3 separate regions of the Cyprinus carpio genome follow, and all the other regions are linked to region 3. Evidence: chromatin contacts called from public Hi-C data. All regions are on one chromosome and are shown on one strand. Each heading gives the region's core, a stretch centred on a gene start, on an enhancer-like site or on the middle of the called end of the contact. The rest is flanking DNA. Distances are from core to core; before and after follow the strand shown.

Region 1 (4,807 bases), core at 178-2,677, 62 kb after region 3:
AAATTGTAAATGTGAACATTTTAAAAGCAAAATGTGTTCTACCAATCTGATGGTACTACAGTATAGCTAAAATATATAATCACTGACAAAAGGCAAAGAGTATTGTAGAAGTTTGTGAATGATATTTTTTAATTCAATTGTATTACACATAACTTATTTTCTGAATTTATTTGTTTTCCTTGTATGTATGGATTACTTGGGTTGTTACCGACATCTGGGGAAAATTTCAAGTCAACAGCACCTAATACAGAAATGTATTTACGAGAAAAATGGTGCCGTGTTCAATACTTATTTTACCCGATGTAAATATAATATAATATAATATAATAGCAGTATTTATCCGGCACAAAACAACAATGATCCCAATTAGGGTGACTGAATTAAATCTACTCAAAACTTTTAATCTATATCAGTGGTTCTCAACTCCAGTCCTCGGGACCCAGTGCTCTGCACATTTTGTTTGTCTCCCTTATTTATCGCACCTGATTCAGATCATCAGCTCATTAGGAGAGAGATCCATGAACTGAACTGAGTGTGTCAGATTCAGAAACATTCAAAATGTGCAGAGCAGTGGGTCCCGAGGCCTGGAGTTGAGAACCACTGATCTATATAATCAAAAGTTTTGTATATAAATAGGTTAAAAACAGGGATTTACTACAGAATTTAACCTAATGTTTCCATATAAAAAATAAATCAAATGGAATGCAGGGACTTAATGAATAACCGAATCATCCAAATGAAATGATTCACTGCTAAAGATTGTTGCACCACAAAATCACAAATACATTATTGCGATTATTGCAATTTAATACAATTTATCAGTTGATATCTTTAATTTTGAAGTAAGAGCAGTATTTACCTCGTACAAAAACAACAAAGACCTCAGTTAGGATGACAAAATTATCTACACTACACAACTAATAAAACTAGAACCCACTTTGAAAGCCAAATATATAAACAGATCAAAAACAGGGAATAATGGCAGCATTTAAATTAATATTTCATAAAAAATTATTTCTAAGAATCAATTCATTGAAATGAATCATCCAAATGGCACGAGTCACTAAAATGATTCATTCTAAAAACAAATGTAAAAAAATTACATACAATTAAGCATGCCATTTCTTGATCTAACATAAAGGTTTCAAAGAGGGTTTTCACAGCAATGCTATAAAAGAACCATTTTTGGTTCCCCAAAGAACCTTTCAGTGATCAGTTCTTTAAAGAAACATTTCAGTTCTACGAAAATTTTAATAATCTCAAGAACCTTTTTCCTTTATTGTTTTTTTTTTCTTTCAAGTTGGGTTCACTGCTAAAGACTTGTTGCACCACAATTACATTGATATTTGTGTATTTGTCTAGTTCTTTCGTACAATCCTTTGCTGTGAAGCAAATAAATAAATGAATGATAAAGCCACACCATTTTCCTTGCAGAAACTCCCCATCTGCTCAATAATTCACACACCGTCTGCCCAATCGGCCTCCCACAAGCCATCAGTGCCAGATGCAGTGATAGACACCAGAACAGAAGCGCTTCGGCACGGTGACTGAAACATAGGAAATGCTGCGGACAGGGGGCGGGGTCAGAGGCCGTCGCTCAGGGCATCTCCATGACGTGCAGTCCCAGCATAGCCCACTCTGACATGCTCTCCCGCTCTCTTCAGCTCTATATATAGATGTGCTCCGCTTCTGTCCACCTGCCAGAGGGTCTAAAAATAGCAGCATGCTCATTTTCCTTCGCTCCAGCTCCGCACCGCACCAGGCCGGCCGATCAACTTTCAAACCACATGATGGGGGCGGAGATTGAAGGATAGACACTGATATCCTTGTAGCTATACATGTCTTTCACACATGTCCTGCAGCAGTGTGGCTTACATGGATAACACCATTAAACATGATGGCCTCCCTCAGGCTGTCCACTGTAAATCACATTTTATAAAATGGGCTCTAAAATCTGATTGGGAGAGCCTTGTTCATTATAAGTCTGGCATGAACGACTGTCATGCATTTTGTTGAGGAAAGGTGTTGCATTAATATTCTGAGCGATTATATCTGCGATTTCCGACAAAAACACAAAACAAAACTATTTTAAACATTGACCCAGTAAGCAAACCACACAGCAATCACTCAGAACACAAAAGCAACTACCTAGCAACCACCTAGAAAAATATACACACACACAAACAAATAATCAATGTATGCACTGATATTAAATTTCTAGTTGATACTAATGAGCCGATAATTATTGTGATGTTAAGGCAGATAAAAAAAAAAAAAAAAAAAAACTTTTTTTTTTAAAACTAATAAAATTCAATAAACTTCATTATTATATAGTAAATACATTTGTGTAAGTTAACAGGGATGCGCTGGTATTAAAATTCTAGTCAATACTGATAAGCCAATAATTATTGTCATGCTATGGCAGATAACAGATAAAAAAAATAAAAAATAATAAAAAAGAATTCTACAAAATGTATTATTTAGAATACAAATTTGTGTAAATTAACAGGTATATACGGGTATTAAAATTCTGGACGATGCTAATGATTACTGTCATGTTATGGCAGATAACTGCTTGTTCAGAAAAAAAGGGCACTAAATCACAATTAAAATGTAAAAATCAAGGTAAACTTCACTTGATTTTATCATATTGCTAATGCAGGAATTTTATAGAGGTTGTAAGCCACTTGATACCATGCAGTACAGTTATTTTCCCATGGTAAAAATAATTGTAGCTTTTTGACTTTTTCTAGTGTTAAGATGGAATGCATGTTTTAAATGAATATTCATGAATAGGGAGTATGAATATTCATTAAACCAGGTCAAAGGTAATTGAAAATGCATAAATAAGCAATTACAGTGAAATGGAAGATTTAGTTAACAAAAGTGAGAATTGTTGACTTTGTCCTGACAGCACAATGAGTGGAATGTATGAATAACAGACTGGCTTCCTTGTCCAGCTGCTCTCTGTTTGTTTCTATGTTTGCCTATACGGAAGTGTTACATAAGCAGGTGAGACAGGATAAAGAGTAAAATCACAGAACATTCCCTGTCCCTAAGGAGGTACATTTCCTTCTTCCTGATCTCAGTGTTCGGCCCACTGCTCGTAAGCAGAAACAGGAAGTCAACAGACGGTCAAGCGTTCCATTTCAACAGGAAAAATGCCTCTAAAAGATGTCATGACACTGGCACCACATAGCAAACAGTACAAGACCATGAACTGAATCCCTCTGAAAAACACACAAGCTAAAAATACCTATGCGTTAAAAATATGCTCAGAGTTTACCGTAAATGCAAAGCAGCATTTTCCACATAAGACACATTGCTTGTCAGGATGTAAGAAATACTGCCCACAAAGAAATGTCTGTTTTCCTTCTATTCATTCTTGGAATAACAATTTTAGACATCCATCCATCCATCCATCTATCTGCGCTCATATGATTCAAATGCATGAATTAAATTTTATATTATTTATATAGAAAAATGACAAAATTATTACCCAATCACAACTACATACTGTAATATTTTAGCTGTCTTATTTTAGCATTAGCACAATTGACAGAACTGATCTAAAGGTTTATGCTCATAGGATTATAATGTATTAATTATACACAAATCGGGATTGTCTAATATTTTATCTGTTTTATTTTAGCAAATTAAAAGTTCAAATGTAGTATTACATTTAGGCATAACTGACATATTTACATTCTATATCATATAATAAATTAAAATTCAAAAATGAAAGTGATACAATATTACACGATTCGTGTAGTAATTGTGCCATTTTTGCTCACTTAATACTATTATTCATTGAGTGTCCAAACTTTTGAGATGCAGTATATATTTTATAATTTAAAAAAGGACCCCATCAATGTATTATTGTCGTGGTGGGCATTTAAGACACATCACTTGGCCATTTCACTGCTGCAGGCTAATTTAATCACATGCAGTCGAGTTCACATCATCCTGTTTGGTAGTACTTCACTGCTTATACTTAGAAGACAATGCTTTTCAACATGTGCTTATGGGCACATGGATAATTCAAAGCATTTATCAAAACTAAAGACACTGTCATTCCTCACCGGCTTGGGGCGTTTAACATAGGTAGAGGTTACTTTATGTGTCACTAAAACACATTAACCATGTTTGACAGACAGGAAGAGGTGCATAATGGACAAATGGGATTCAAATGAATAAACCAGTAGCAGGAAGCACTGGTTACATTAAGATGTGTTCAGGACACACAGAGCTTTTAATACAGCATGGAAAAGAATCAATAGCACTGCTTCCTAGAGCAGGATCCAGAAATTCACTGGATGAGAGAAATCGAATGCTTCCGTTTGTTGGGATCCCTGGGGCGCTAACATACAAATCACATGCAGCATGGATGTTGTGTGTTTTAAGTGGATTATAGTGGGATATAGTATCTGAATCGGGATGTAATACAGCAAAAGAGCAAATACAAAGAGAAACATCTCAGTTTAGCTTACAGTGTTTCAGAATTGTGTCTGCTAATCTGTTAGACCTACATAGCAATCATTATTGTATATACAGATACAGTGGTGTCCTGATTTCTTATTTTTTTGCATGTTTGTCACACTTTAATGTTTCAGATCATCAAACAAATTTAAATATTAATCAAAGATAACACAAATGAACACAACATGCAGTTTTTAAATGAAGGTTTTTATTATTAAGGGAAAACAAAATCCAAAACTACATGGCCCTGTGTGAAGAAGTGTTCGCCCCCCTGTTAAAACTGTGGTTTATCACACCTGAGTTCAGTTTCTCTAGCCACACCCAGATC
Region 2 (4,809 bases), core at 181-2,680, 38 kb after region 3:
TACTTTATTTGCACATGTTTTATGCTATATTGAAATTTTGGAATAACTTTGGATGGAAACATAGCTACTAAGAAATAATGTAAAATGCTGGTAAATAAAACACAATAAACCCTTTTTTTTATTTTAGCAAAACTGAAACTACTGGTGTGTGGGAAATGTGCTGTTCAAATGAACAGAAGCTTTTTGCATGTTTCACGTTAATAGCATTATGCAAGTTGCTTTGGTTTACAAGTTGCAGCATGTTTCAGATGATAATATTCCTGGAATACGTCACAGTGCAAAACAACATTCATTCACTTGACTTTGGAGTTTGATGCAATTTTAATGCAATCTCCCTTTGTAGTCTCTTGCAAAACAAATATTTGTGGTGTGTTAGGTGCTTTCTAAGTGGCTTCGAATGCAAGCTACTTGCTATTTTTGTGTATCCTACACACTTATATTACAAAGCTAACTAGTGACTACAATCAATACCAACATTGTTTTAGTGCATTCTGAACACAATTTTTGAGGTAATTATTCTTTATTCTCTCTTGCAGAGCAAAATATCTGTGGTATGTTACATTTGTGATAACGCAATAGTGGCCACATTTCAAAACAACCTCTAAATATACTTTTAATTAAACTTTAAATACAGTTTTGGGTCTGTTAATCACAGAAAGCATCACGTGACTTCAGAAGGCTGAAATATAACAAAGGAGTCATACAATATACTTTTATAACACTTTTAAAAAAAATTATTCATAAAGAAAACTATATGAACATTTTGAAAAAAAATATTTAAAATATTTTCAAATTGTAAAAGGTATATAAAACGTAAAATATTTTCAATAAAAAGTGCAATTTTAAAGTGTGAAAATGATTTTTTTTTTTATCTGAATTTTAAAAATTCATGTTATGTCCACCAAAAGCAACAAAATTAAGCCTAATGATTTATCAGACGTACACAGAAAACCATAGAAACCTGCCAAAACACCCTAGTAACACCTTAGAATCACCAGAACACCCTAAAAACCACAGATATCTGTGCTAGCAAGCTACTTTCCTCCGTGCTTATGCAATTAACGAGTGCTCACAGTCTACAACATTATTTCAACGCACTTCAAATAATATTTTGATGTGTCTGATGCATTATAATAATAATCTCTAATTTATCATGACGGGTCACTCTCCTAAGTCGAACATTATCTGAACTTCAGTTACCTCTGAGGTAACAGTAACACCACATGATTTAATGCGCTCCTATCCTCTCTAGAGTTCCAACCAAAATAGCACTCAAGCAAATGGGTATTGCTTACAACAGCATTAACCCTTACGCTGACAGTGTCAGAGCTCAAAACAGATCAGACGAAACACGGTTGTCTCCTGTTCTCAAACAGCTAATTATCTTTGCGCATCTCCCTTCAATTCACAGGCGCTGACAGTAGGCCACGCACAGAGCGCAAGTCTTACAGTGACCCATTTTCTGCTAACCTCAATTTCCTGCGCCAAAACCTGCACTGATGCACTCCTTTTTTTCAGGAAGTCATGGAGTACTGATCAAGCTAGGAACGGTTTGATGAAATGATTTTGTTGTGTAATATCACTTAACCTGGAATTGATGTGACCTGTTAAGAGATGAACAAACAAAAAATAATGACAATGAAACCAAAAGAACTAATAACCTAAATGAGCAAGTGTAAAGAACACTTGAAACAGAGCAAAATATCAGGAGACAAACAAATGCAAGGTTTGTGACCTACTTCCCCATGACATTCAAAAACAATTCAGTTTCCTCTTTACTTATTGTATTTAAATGTCCAATTTTCTAAAATAATTCATAATATTATTCTATTATTCTTATATATATATATATATATATATATATATACACACACACACACACACACACACACACACACACACACACACACACACACACACTCATTGATTTATAAAAAAAAAAAAAAAATTATGCATTTATATGCTTGTGTGTATACACACAATACACATTCTAATTAATATATAATATATAATTATTTATTTTAATCATCTTATATTTGTTTATACTGTACTCATATATATATATACACACACACACACACACACACAAGCATGCATGCATAAAATAGATATTTAATTTTTTTTAACAAATCTAAATCTACAGTAAATATACAAACACTGTTTGTATTAATATTGTTATATATATATTATTACATTATATACATTTTATATTATATAATTCATATATTAAAATATATAACATTATTAAAATATATAACATATATATATAAATGTGTGCAGTATAATCACACTCACACACCCACACACACACACACACAAAATTTAAATCTATACATTATATAAATATACAAACACAGTTTGTATTAATATATACACACACACACACACACACACACACACACACACACACACACACACACACACTTAATATTTAATGAATTTTTTTTATATTTCGAGATTAATCGCATACAAATTAAAATTTTCGTTCGCATAATATATGTGTGTACTACTGTGCATATTTATTATGTACTGTATATATATAAATGCACACATATGCATGTATATATTTAAGAAAAATATATGTTTATATATTATATATCTTTATATATAATATAAATTATATGAATATAAATATATACATGTAAATATTTTCAATATATATACTGTATGTGTTTGTATTTATATATACATAATAAATATACACAGCACACACTCATATATTATGTAAACAAAAGCTTCGCAATTAATTGTTTGAAAGCACTAATTTAGTGACTTTAATATATACACACATACATATAGCATGCATGTGAGATCTCATCAGTGAAACTCCTTACTCTTGGCCCCTCCCCCAATGCACAATTATCTACATATAGAGTCCACTCCCCTCTCCACACACTCATGCTGTTCCCGCACCACTGCATGAATCATATATGTCTCTTTACATGGATCCTGGCAGCTGCCACCTTCTTTGGCACTGATAAAGCAAATCTCACAGATTCACAAAAATTCCTTTAAAATTCCTTCAAAAGCATACAGTCCCCTTTAAGAGCACCAAGCGTGTCAAATTAATTGACGCCCCTCATTTTGTGCCCTTTAACTCTTGCCAAATGAAAGCAATCACACTGAGCTCATTGTGACGCCTGCGGTCTCACTTCATGTTCTTCATATTCTGACCTTTCAGCTCTATACTGCATACTGGTACAAGAAACCACAATGTGATCACCACATGCAGAAACCTTCAGGCTCCTCTGAGAGAAGGATTTTCTGACCAGAGCACAGAGAGAGAGAGAGAGAGAGAGAGAGAGAGAGAGAGAGAGGAGAAGTAAAATGCTGGCAGGGCTGAATGCTTGATTCAGACATTGCTGAGTCCCAGCCCCCATCCTGAGCTCCGTCCGCAGGTCTCATATGGGCAGCAGTTAGCTGTCTGAATGTGCAGTTATTCTGCACAGCAGGTTCTCGTGAAAGACTCTACCTGCTGTTGACATATTATGCATGTCGCTAGGAACACGGTGTTCCATGCACATATAGATTCATGGCTTAGAATTTCCTTTTTGCTTTTACTGCCAAAGGTGAAGATTATGCAGACAAACCTCTGGGTTCAGTCAAAAGCCATACCGTAATATTACATGATTGCATCGCTTTAATCTTTAAAAAAAATGATGGTCACATAAAAATGAAATACATTATTTTTAAAAAGGGGTTGTGCAGTCCATTGGTAGTATTTGCCCTGAAAGACCAGCTGTTAACAAGAGCTACGGTGGCCGCACATACATTAGACATTTCTTTTTATATTTCATGCATACAGTGTGTTTTGCAGTAATGTACTGTATTACTGATTTATGGTGCACCTTTATTCAGTATGAGTCCACAATACATTCAGAATGTGGTTTGAGACCTATAATGTGCAAGAGGGTTATGAGAGACATTTCATGCTTTTGTATACAGGTATCACTATATATGTGTAGAATAATATTCATTAACATTCAGAAGTCTTTTTTTATTTTATTTGACTTTTTTATTAATTTTTTTAATTTAATTTAATTTAATTTAATTTAATTTTATTTTATTTTATTTTATTTTATTTTATTTTATTTTATTTTATTTTATTTTATTTTATTAATACTTACTCAACAAAGAAGTTTTAAACAGATCAGATTTCAAATAAATGGCATTTTGAACTTTCTTTTTACAATAAATAAATAAATAAATAAATAAATAAATAAAAATCCTGAAAGAAAAAACAATGTATCTTGGTTTTCACAAAAAAATTAAGCCGCACAACTGTTTTCAACATACTAATAAGAAATGTTTCTTAAACACAAAATCAATATATTAGAATACTTTCTTAAGGATCATGTGACACTGACCATGACAACTGTAGTTTTCATTATTTAAACAAACAAATAAACAAACAAACAAGCTATCAAAAGTTTGGAATGGGTAAGATTTTATTTTATTTTATTTTATTTTTTAAGACATGAATACTTTTATAGAGCAAGAATGCATTAAACTGATCAAAAGTGATGGCAAAGACATTTAAATTGTTATACGATTTCTTTTGTATCAGTTTTCACAACAATCTTAACCTGCACAAGTGTTTTCATCATTGATAATAAGACTTTGGCTTTTCTATGACAGATAGAAAACAGTTATTTTTAACTGTAATAATTTTTACTATAAGGAAAGAATCAGTATTTGTATTTTTCATAATTTAAGGCAGGAGTTACTAAATATGATTTGGTGCTTTCTGATTTATTCATTTAGGTGTTTATTGATACTTTAATTCACAAGGCTTGTTGAGCTGGACTA
Region 3 (4,973 bases), core at 1,860-4,359:
TGGAAGCAAGAAGGTAAAAAAAGACATCTGGTTAAGGAGTAGAGTGTTACAGTGGCTATTACTCAATTCAAGTATTTCCAAAAAACAAAACAAAACAAACCCTTGATCTTGCACAGAAGGCACTAAAATAATTAAGCTTGGCTGATCTGCTTCCTAAAGGAACAGCCCTGACGGTGCACCGAAGCCGCAGATCAGCCCTCATCGCAGCACCACTCCTTGTGGCTGCTGCATCGGTTGTCCCCGAGCTCCTCCCTACACTGGCTGAGATGGGCTTCTCAATCTACCCATGCCCGACAGCAGTGTTGACAGTCATTTGGTTACTACGAGCCAGACTTATGGGACCCTGAGCCACGGGGGGCAGGAGATGAGAGATAACAGATCTCACTAAAAGGTGGACCTCTCCCTTTTTTGGCCTAGCCTAGAACTCCCGCCTAGCAGCAATGCTCAAAACAAAAGAACATGTGTTGTTATTTTTTTTTTTTGCACTGCTCAGTCTGCAGGTCCCCTGGGTGGTTTGCTGCTGTAATGGAAAGTCTCTATGTATGTATTCAGATAGAGTCATTTGCACACAGTGACTGCTGGGAAAGCAGCGGGCTGACTGCAGTCTGATCTCAGTGTTGTCCGTAGGGGGTGCTGTGTTCTGCATCCAAGGGTGGTTGATGATGTCCTCGAAAGACGGGCGTTCCGCAGGGCGGAGGGCCAGGCACCACTTGATAAGCTGCTGGCACTCTGTAAAACAGGATGTGTGATTATAGCCCTGCAATAAACCCATAAACCTCCTAGAAGGCAGTGTCATGTGATCTGTAAGTCTTACCTGTTGAGATTCTCCGCCTGAACAGCACCTGTCCGCGTACAATCTCTTCGTCCTGCTCGAACGGGATGTCCCCACACACCATGTCGTACAGCAGGATGCCCAGAGACCACACAGTCGCGGATCTACCATGGTAGCGGTGAAATTTGATCCACTCTGGTGGACTGTAAACACGTGTACCTGAAGAGAGAACAGAAAACTGCATTTAAATTCATGATTCTGCAACACTGAAATACAAAAAAGCAATAAAACTGCATACAAGTCTTTAAAAGGTAAAGGTGCGGCAGGAAAAAGGTGTGTCTTGTTTGAACATTATTGTTCTGGCACAGCATTAATGTGCACAGTCATGTGCTCGGGAGCGTGACGGCAGGCGCGCGCATGTGAAGAAACTGGTTGCCATGTGACTTGTGTTTACAAACTTTGAGTTGTAATAATTCCATTTCCCACCGGCGGTGGCGCCAAATCCACAACCAAGCGAAATGTTTTTTTTCCAAAGCAACATAATACAAAAATAAACAAATCATCACGCCGAGTGATTTTTTTAAAGCTTGATATGGCTAGTCAACGATGAAAGGGGGTCATAATACATTTATCAAGTGATTAATGTCAGATATGTTTGATACACTCGTTTTAAAACGTAAAAGCATCGCCTCAACATATAAACATACACCCTTCTTAGAGCGTGACAAGACTTTCAAACCTTACAACAATCGAATTTCAACGTCTAAACGCATTTAAAACTACCTTAAGCAATTTCTAGCCAATAATTTTGGGGGTTTTATAAACTTTCCCCCTCACAAAATCGTACTAATGTTTACATATTTATTTTAAATAAACATTTATATCCACGACACAAATTTCCATGAGGCTAGATAAGCACGCATTTCAATTTTCCCCGCTCCCGCCACGTTTTCCGTGACCGTGGGAACCCTGACTTGAAGGTCATGCAAATGGCTCTTACCGTCGAAATCGGTGTAAACGGTGTCTTTGAGTAAAGCCCCCGATCCAAAGTCGATGAGCTTCAGATCGCCGGTTCGTAGATCGATGAGAATATTCTCGTCCTTGATGTCACGGTGAACCACGCCGTTGTTGTGGCAATGACGCACCGCTTCCAGGACCTGGCGAAAAAAGTTCCTGGCCAGCTCCTCCGGTAACGCGCCCTTCTCCGTGATGAAATCAAACAAGTCCTTGACGGTCTCCGGTCTTTCCATGACTATAATGAAGCTGTCCGGTCGCTCGTACCAGTCCAGCATCTTGATCACGCCACGGAATCCGGTGCCGACCTTCTTTAACAGGACGATCTCCATTGGGACGCGCGCGCCATTGGGCTATAAACGGAGGACATGTTCGTTTTACTGACGCTGTCATTTTTTATTTATGTGCAATGTTTTAGATACGAATCATACGAATATAATCCTTTTAATTAAATACTCACCAGCTCTCCCCATTCAGTCACACGATCTTTTGCCACATGCTTGATGGCAACCTAAAAATAAATAAATAAATACATTATTAAGCAGTTAATGACATTTGCATTATTTTTATATGTTACACACACACACGTTATGAAGATTCTAAACGTTCACACTTATGTAAACAAAAACACTCTATTCAGGAACCTACCGGCGCGCCATCGGCAATCCTCAAACCCGCATACACCGTCCCAAAACCGCCGCTTCCCAGCACAGAGCCGACCTGAAACACCTTCTCGAACGGCTCTTTCTCCTTAACTGTCGATAAAAGATACGATAGATTCGTAAGAATTGATAAAAGACGTACAATTATTTAATAATTGGAAATCTGACGCACGCGTTACTCCCAACACTCAGTCTTGCTGACGTGAACTAGCCCAAGACCACAACACACACACACTCACACACACAGATAGAGACACGCGAGAATAACCGTCCTCTAACCTTGAAGCTGGATTTTCGCCGGCATGTCCACGGTGGAAATGTGAGCGAATGTGTTTAATTTTGATAGAAGCATTTTATAATCCGAAAAGATAGTTCTTCTTGAGGGTTATTCCAATGTTGAGGTCGAAATCCGTCGTGTAGAGATGGATGTAGGGAAGGTCTGCTTGAGGGATCCGGTCTAGAAGCCTGTAGAAATCCCTTCTCATCGAGGCTCGATGGGTTTTGATTCTCAAGACGAACTTTAAACGACCGCGCAAGGTCTATTCCAGTTTAGAATATGAAATAAAGTAAACGATTAATATATTTCGAAGATAAATATTATTGTCTGAGGTGCGCGACGAACACAAACACCCGGCTTTCTAAATCGTGAGGGAGGGACAAGAGCCGTTATATAGCAGTAGTAAAAGGGAGGATTGGCTCCGCCCACAAACACGATTAAGCCAATGAGTAATGCGCCTGCCTCTGCAGAAAAAGGTCAATCAAATATGAAAATAAAGGAAAACGTAGACGTGGCGGGAATCAAAACGCGCCAAATAGTCGAGGCTTTTTTGAGGGCGTTTAGCCGGTGTGGGGCAGACAGGGAGAATGATTCACATGGGCCATGCCTGAAGCCCCCGTTACAGATTCGGAGTATTATTTCAGACAAGTATGAAGAGTACTACAAAATAGATGAATGCTTTGTACATACATATTAATATGTATGAATGCATATTATTCACACAAACATATATATATATATATATATATATATATATATATATATATATATATATATATATATATATATAGGTCCATTTTTTATAGATAGATAGATAGATAGATAGATAGATAGATATGCATAGACAGATAGACCGGAAGAAACTGACTTTAGTACAGTGACAATATAATAGTATACTGAAGCTGGACCACAAAAGCAGTCATAAGGGTCCATTTTTTTATTTTTTTATTGAGATTTATACATCAACTGAAAGGTGAATAAATAGGTGTTCCATTGATGTATGGGTTTTTAGCAAAGATACAACTAGGCCTATTTAAAAAACTGGAATTTGAGGGTGCAAAAAAAAAAAAGGTGGAGAAAATCGCCTTTAAAGTTGTCCAAATTAAGTTCTAAGGAATACATATTACTGATCAGAAAGTTTTGATATATTTACAGTAGGAAATTTACAAAATATTTTCATGGATCATGATTTTTCCTTTTTTTTTTTTTTTACTATCCTAATGGTTTTTGTGCAGTAGCTGAGAGAGCTTCATAAAATACTATTAGAAAACACAAATAGAAAAAGCACCAGCAATTCAAGAAAACAACTTCATCAGTTTGACAACAGGTGCTGCAAATGCTCACAACGCAAACAAATAAAGAATTTCTATTTTCTTTGTTTGGTTGTGTTGTGAGTATTTGCAGCATATTTGTTGTCAAATTGATGAAGTTGTTTTCTTAATTTGCAGTTGTTTTTTTCTATTTGCTTTGTGTTTCTTTATTTGGTTGTGTTGTGAGCATTTGCAGTGCGTTTCGTTATTTGGTTGTGTTGTGAGCATTAGTAGCACGTGTTGTCAAATTGATTAAGTTGTTTTCTTAATTTGCAGTAGTTTTTTTTTCTATTTGCATCGCGTTTCTTTATTTGGTTGTGTTGTGAGCATTTGCAGCTTGTTTGTTGTCAAATTTATGAAGTTGTTTTCTTAATTTGCAGGTGTTTTTTTCTTTTTGCAGCACGTTGAGGTCTCTCGGCCAACGTAGTTTTGGCATAAAAGAAAAATCAATAATTTTGACCTATACAATATATTGTTGGCTATTGCTACAAATATAACTGTGCTACTTAAGACTGGTTTTGTGGTCCAGGGTCACAAATGTGCAACTTTAAAGTTTTCCTTGTATATTGCATTCAAGGAACACAATCAGTTCAATCAGTTCTTCAAGAGGAAGAAAAAACATGTAGAAAGTATTCTGCAGTGTAATGCAACCCACGCTTTCCTTTTCTGTACATAAAATGCGTCATCATCCCAATGGACAACTTTTTTGTTTTTTGTCCATGTGAAGTAGGTCTACAAAGTGCATATGAAGACAGCATGCACTGCATTACCTCATTATTCTCAAATTAGCGCGCAAAGTTTTTTGTTTCTCCTATTGGCGGGCAACAGTCTTTATTTAAATAGAGAACAATGCGGGGCACTATGGAAATGAGGTGCATACCAGGCATTCTTTCAAATTGGGTGGCCGGTTTTAAACTAGGCGGCAGGATGTGGGAAAC

Evidence for each region. Hi-C and Micro-C count contacts between places; a contact is called where the count stands out from the background.
Region 1: a Hi-C map of skeletal muscle shows a contact between it and region 3, with 2.0 times the contacts expected there. The contact joins the enhancer-like site here to the promoter of LOC109049576 in region 3. A contact is called at or near these places in 2 of 8 Hi-C or Micro-C datasets (both in skeletal muscle).
Region 2: a Hi-C map of skeletal muscle shows a contact between it and region 3, with 2.0 times the contacts expected there. The contact joins the enhancer-like site here to the promoter of LOC109049576 in region 3. A contact is called at or near these places in 4 of 8 Hi-C or Micro-C datasets (red blood cells and skeletal muscle).

What each region holds. Positions count from the first base shown.
Region 1 is chrB8:6,201,976-6,206,782 of ASM1834038v1, reverse strand. No RefSeq gene overlaps it. Among protein-coding and RNA genes, the nearest start is that of LOC109053728, 45 kb to the right of the region's middle. Within about 2 kb of position 1,427, at least 2 of the 8 cell types and tissues checked have an H3K27ac peak or open chromatin away from gene starts, as enhancers often do. A contact at or near this core is called in skeletal muscle, where this site is marked.
Region 2 is chrB8:6,225,657-6,230,465 of ASM1834038v1, reverse strand. No RefSeq gene overlaps it. Among protein-coding and RNA genes, the nearest start is that of LOC122138222, 25 kb to the left of the region's middle. Within about 2 kb of position 1,430, at least 1 of the 8 cell types and tissues checked has an H3K27ac peak or open chromatin away from gene starts, as enhancers often do. A contact at or near this core is called in skeletal muscle, where this site is marked.
Region 3 is chrB8:6,265,061-6,270,033 of ASM1834038v1, reverse strand. LOC109049576 (serine/threonine-protein kinase pim-1-like) reads right to left here and starts at 3,109. Exons shown (of 7, transcript XM_042729363.1): 1 at 2,728-3,109; 2 at 2,435-2,541; 3 at 2,247-2,297; 4 at 1,773-2,139; 5 at 815-991; 6 at 600-729; 7 at 338-598. The coding sequence starts at 2,800. The coding sequence ends at 559. LOC122138222 (a long non-coding RNA gene) reads right to left here. Exons shown (of 6, transcript XR_006155401.1): 6 at 4,441-4,973.